Regions from separate parts of the Gossypium hirsutum genome. Here region 1 is linked to region 2. Evidence: chromatin contacts called from public Hi-C data. All regions are on one chromosome and are shown on one strand. The core of a region is the stretch at or near the end of the contact, and the rest is flanking DNA. Distances in the headings are between cores, read along the strand shown.

Region 1 (3,121 bases), core at 40-2,539, 560 kb before region 2:
TATAACCCTTCCGCCAATATGGATAGACGAGTCAGAATATCCTCAGTATTTAAAGCCCATATGCTTCGAATCTTATCTTCACGTGACTCCTATAAGGTCCACTAAGATTCGAACCTGAACCTTTTGAAAACTCGGTTCTCTTCTTCAAAATTTGTGGAGATAAGTACGGGACAATAATCGGAAACGAATGAGTCAAGTGTTTAACCTGGAAATTTGGGAATAACATCCACCAATTAGAATTAGTAACACCACGGTCTAACCTCTCCCGAACATCATTAGCCTCAAAGTTACCCCTCTCTTAAGTAAACCATGGACCCACATAGCCAAGGTCATTCAATTGGCATTCATCCAAGGCTTCACGAAAGCTCCCCATACGACCACTCTCTCTTGGAATACCACCCTTCTTCTCAAAAGAGTATAGAATTTCGTTAAAATCTCCACCTACCACCCAAGGGAGATTGTTTCAACGTCTTAGAGTATTTAATAAATTCCAGGTGTCCTCCTTATACCGAACATCTAAAAAACCATAGAAGCCAGTAAATCTCTAAAGGCAGCTTCTCCGTCCCATCAGCAACCTCAACATCAATATGATTTTTATGCATTCAATGTAATGAAATACTCAGATTGTCCTTCCACCGATACATAATCCTCTTCAAGATCCATCTTTCGACATATCTATACCAGAAAGAAAACCACATTTTCGTCTTATGACCTCCATTCGATTTGAATCCAATTTTATCTCCATAAAGAAGACTATATGGGGATTGATTTTCTTCAACATATGTTGAAGTCTTCTAACAACTTGTGGACTCTCCAATCCACGAACATTTCAACAAAGAATCTTTATTGGTACCGGTTAGCCTACCCAAAGTCGGCCACCGATTTTGATGTTTGACTCTCAAATACTCGTTCATCATGAAAATCTGACGAATCTGGTTTACCAGAAATTGTCAGATCAGATTTGAAAACTCTGGGACATTTTTTTCCTTCAAGATCTTTAAGAGGATTTTCTTCCATATCATCATCCATTCCATGATTTCTTCCCATAACCCCCTTTCCCTGTTTAGTAGACTTTCTAAAAAAGAGCTACCTTACAAATTAAAACCAAGGATTTGATTTGTTTTAACCCACTGATCACGGAACATCCCTTCTTGATTCGTATTCCTCCAATTACTCCTCTTATTCTTCTCATCAGTAGTATTTCCATAATTATTCCCTGCGATATCTTCCCGAAGCCGCACACTAGTTGCAATTGTTGCCCTTTTAGCCGCAGCCCTGAGGGATAGGTCCCACCCTAGAACTACCTCCATCTCTCCATTATATAGTCTCGTTGGACATAAACTATCCTCATGGCCTAGTCGGTCGCAAACAAAGTAAAACAAAGACAACTTTTCATATTTAAAATTTGCATAAGTTTGATCCCCAGATGCTAAGATAATTTTTTTCGTCGTTTCAGAAGAAGACGAACATCAATCGACACCCGTACTCGCATAAAATTCCTAATTCCCCGTCCAATCTATTTAGAATCGTACTCCACAAATTGACCCACAAAATTCCTAAATTGTTGAGCCATATTTTCTGAAAATAACCTTGAAGAGAGATTATGAATTTATAACTAGAAAAAGGAATAAATCAAAGGTACCTGTAAAGGTTCCTCATTTTCTCGTAAACGGTGAAAAATGAGAAGATGACTATTTAAAGTCCAAGGGGCTCCCTTCTCCACCCTGCCAATATCCAACTCGTGATAAAACCTAAAGAGGAAACGCTTCTCTCCCAGGTCTGATATCTCAACACCTCCCAAAGGATGCCAAATATTGGCCATAGTATTCCGCATTGCCTGAAAATTAATGACACTCGCTGTTAGAAAACAACCCACCAGACAAAAATCATACTTTTGATTCATATAGTCCCTATCTCCCTAGACATTCCAGGCTTCTTCTTCATTATCCTCTAATCGTAAGTATGCTATTCCACTCTCCATACTCGAAGGAAAAGTGATGAAACAGGAAAATTAGAAAATAAAAGAAACAACAAAAAGAGAAAAATTGTTTACTAAAAGAAAGAAAACATGATGAAAAGACTATACGTGCCAAAACGACAGACAAAGTAAAGCGTGCCAAGCGGCAGAATTTTTTTTATATTAATAATATAATAAATTATTGATATAATTAATATAATTTATTATTTTAGTAAATTACTGAATGTTATAATTTATTTTAATAAAAAATTTAACAACAATAATTTTAAAATTTAAAATTTAAAAAATATCTTTAATATCTTTATATTAATATTTTAATAGTAAATATATAATATAATTTATAAATATTTAATAATAAATGTTTTATAGTATAAACTATTGATATTTTAATAATAAAAATATGAATATTGTTTATGAAATTTTAAAATCATTGTTGTAATATAAGCTAAGTGCTTGGAATGAGTGACAGGGAAGTGGGTAGCTCTCTAGCACCAAACTGTAAAAACTATTGATATTTTAATAATAAAAATATGAATATTTGTTTATGAAATTTTAAAATCATTGTTGTAATATAAGCTAAGTGCTTGGAATGAGTGACAGAGAAGTGGGTAGCTCTCTAGCACCAAACTGTAAATATTAAACAAATAGAGCACATAGTGATTGTTTACGCAGTTTTGTTTCCCTACGTTTATGGAGCCTAACTCAGTAAGAAATTATCCACTCTCTTCAACAATTACAAGAAACGATTCTATCCTATCATACACCCCGTAACAATATACCTCAGTTTTGCACCTTGAAGATTGATACTCTCACCACTAAGTTCAGCCTTGTGAGCTTAGCAAGTACAACCACAACACAAACTTTTTTACTATCAAATTGCACTTTAAGAAAAGTCCCTTACATGAATTAGTTAAGTGCTTCAACTCTCTATCTAATAACCTATACAAGTCTCAATTAAATAGTTTATTTTGAGACTTGATAATATAAGAAGATCTATCACAATCCTATTAAAAAACAATAAGATAAGTTGAATACAATATAATAATAAGTAATGTAAATATGGACTCTTGACAACTAATCAATTAGTGTTTCAGTACAATCCAATATCTATGATTCAAAGGATTCAATGGGGGTGATCTTATC
Region 2 (3,183 bases), core at 298-2,797:
TTCCATACTTAATTATTTATTTTCCATAAAATATTCAATTCCATTTTATATCTCTATTTTACATATATGTTATTTTTTTCTTTCACATATTTGACTTTCCCTCTTTCGTCTCTTATCTTCTCCCATATATATTTCTTTCTCATTCTCATCTTATCTAATATTATTTTTTTGAAACATTATTTCACTCACTAATGGTGACATTCACAAGCTAAAAAGACAAGAACCACATATGAAACAAACATCGGTCACATATTTCCCCTTTATTTTTTTGTTTTCTTTTTTTTTTCTATTTCAACTGTTTCTTTTCAGGTATTAGAATATATATTTTTCTTTCTTCTTTTCTTCCTGAATACTCATTAACAGGTATTTTAAAAAATACATACGTATGTCGCCTGACACAATAATAACAATAAAAAAACTATTTTTAAAAAAAATCAATAATTAGCTTATGATAAGTGGACGATACTATCAATATATCAAGCTGACATTAATAACCATTATGAAGAATGAATCATTTACGTAAATAATTTTCTACTTGAATCATTTTCATAAATAATTAATTCTTTTAACTTTGGTAGAAAAAATAGCCGGAATTAGGAGTAATTAAAGCAATTAATTGACACTCGATAGATAACAGCAAGCGACCATTTTTCATTTATGTTGGCTTACGTATCATAAAAAGCGTCCTTTTAGCTAACTTTATTTTTTAGGTAAATTGTACAATTGCTCACTAAATTATAGGTAAAATTTTATTTTGGTGATTTAATTAAAAAAAATTACAATTTGATCATTGAATTATTCGAAAGTTTTTATTTAAGTCATTAAACTATTTAAAAGTTTTAATTTAAGTTACCGGGCTATTAATTTAGAGAAAAAAAAGTTCCACCAATGAGCTCCAAGCAATAATTTGATGATCAGTATGGTGGATCAGTACTCATCGGCGAGTAGAAGAACGTACCGTACCTTAGATCCAAATTGATCTGTTGGTCAATGTCATCGAGGAAAAAAGCTATTTGAGTTTTATTTATAAATTCGTAACGTCCAAAATTATTTAATGAAAGAAAAATAGTATAGAAGAAGAGAAAGAAAATTTCGATTGGTGCAGGTAGTATAAACAGAGAAAGCCATATATAGCATCAATTGAACAACTTTTTGAATATTTCAATGATCAAATTGTAACTTTTTTAGTTTAGTGACCAATAGTATAATTTACCCTATTTTGTGGGTACCATCCTTTTGGTTAACTTTACATTAAGATGCGGTATGATGCTTGCTCACCTCACCCTTTAATCATGTAATTGAGGATTCGATCTTACTCATGGGATGGAGCACATTTATAAAATAATTACTATTACATATCGTCGATATCCTGGTTTTGAAAAAAAAAAGTAAAAGAAAAATTTAGGACATTGTTTGTCCATGATTATGTAATCTTATCCTATCTATCATTGATCTTCACGCTGTTTCCAGGTACTATCATATTTGTATTATTGCTCCTGACTATCCAGCATTAATAGGACCTACCTTGAACCATAGCTCTTATCCTTACTATTGGTCCTGACTATCCAGCATTAATATGGTAAAATATTATAAGATACTTCCCTTGAACCATAGCTCTTATCCTTTCTCCAGGCCATTTTTACTTTCTTTCATCTCCTTCCTCTACAATCTTGTTAGATTGACATAACAATCCGCCTCCGACCTTACCTTCATCTTGTTGTAAGAACTAAAAGCATCCAAACCTATTTAGCAATCCCATAGCAACGACACAATTACACAAAGAGAAAAGGGTAAGCAGGGCAGGCAGCTAAATTACAATCAGTTGTGACCTTCACCGATCTTTCCTCCACATTGGTTCATATGTCTTTTACTTTAACTCCAATTTCATTCTCTATTACCCTACACCAACAAATCAAATCAAAATACCTTTCTTTCATTTATCTCCCCAACTTAATTTTTTGTTTTCTTTTTTAACGTCATTGTTACCGTACATCTCCACTTAATGTAATCTCGCATCCCATTTCATTATTGCATTGCACTGTATCTATCTGTATGTGCCCTCCCTACCTTTTCCTCCTCTTCTGTTGTTTTAGCCTCACATATATTCATTTGTGCAAACCTGATGCTACACAAACCATACTCATCATCATTGAAAGAGGGCTGCTGCACTGCACCAAATACATTTTCTGTCTCACTCATTCTCATCTATCATATATAAACAAATTAAAAATATGGGTTTCTGGACATTGTTCGAGGTTGCTGCCATGCCTATCTTGCAAGTACTTATAATCAGTTTGTTAGGCGCTTTCCTGGCGACTGATTACTGCAAGCTTTTCCCAGAAGATACGCGCAGATCCTTGAATAAGGTGTTAATTACTTGACTATTTTCATGAATAATCGTTTCTATAGGTGATTAAAGGCTGCATAAGTAGGCTTTTTTCATGCTAATTAGTTAACTTGACTGTAACATCATCATAATATCTTCTTCAGTTCTTAGATTTGTTTATGTTGTGTAATTAAACGCAGCTTGTGTTCGTTGTGTTTACACCCTCGCTCATGTTTGCAAGTCTGGCCAAGACCGTCACGCTCCAAGACATTATTTCATGGTAGGATACTTACATACATGCATATAGACTTTTTTGACTTGGTTTCAATGTGTTTGATCATCTATCAACTCACAGGTGGTTTATGCCTGTAAACATGGGAATCACCTTTCTAGTGGGAGGAATGGTGGGATGGTTTGTGGTTAAGATACTGAGACCAAAGCCCCATCTGGAAGGTCTTATTATTGCGACATGTTCAGCTGGTAAGGTCGAAACTTGAAAGAGCTTTCAAGGCCCCCTTTTCCCCTACATGTGACTAAGTTGTAGTTGAAATTATTTCTAGGGAACGTGGGAAATCTTCTCCTTATACTTGTCCCTGCAGTCTGCAATGAAGATAGAAGCCCATTTGGGAACCGTGATGTTTGCAACTCAGTTGGACTCTCCTATGCATCTTTCTCCATGGCGGTAATTACACGTGGTTATTTCAAGCCTACAGAAGGACTGATTAATCATATTCACATATGCTTTAATTCGGGTAATTAATGCAGCTTGGTGGTTTCTACATATGGACAATCAGTTACCAAATGGTAAAATCTTCAGCAGTGAAATCCAAAGCACTTGAAGCAGCTGAGGAATTCGT

Evidence for each region. A called contact is a pair of places that touch in the nucleus more often than the background predicts.
Region 1: a contact with region 2 is called in a Hi-C map of leaf, with 1.7 times the contacts expected there. The contact joins the enhancer-like site here to the promoter of LOC107954780 in region 2. A contact is called at or near these places in 3 of 34 Hi-C or Micro-C datasets (callus and leaf).

What each region holds. Positions count from the first base shown.
Region 1 is chrD07:40,353,314-40,356,434 of Gossypium_hirsutum_v2.1, reverse strand. No RefSeq gene overlaps it. Among protein-coding and RNA genes, the nearest start is that of LOC107955091, 4.4 kb to the left of the region's middle. Within about 2 kb of position 1,289, at least 6 of the 9 cell types and tissues checked have an H3K27ac peak or open chromatin away from gene starts, as enhancers often do. A contact at or near this core is called in leaf, where this site is marked.
Region 2 is chrD07:39,796,617-39,799,799 of Gossypium_hirsutum_v2.1, reverse strand. It overlaps LOC107954780 (protein PIN-LIKES 7), which reads left to right and starts at 1,547. Exons shown (of 9, transcript XM_016890451.2): 1 at 1,547-2,366; 2 at 2,527-2,606; 3 at 2,682-2,806; 4 at 2,887-3,008; 5 at 3,092-3,183. The coding sequence starts at 2,232.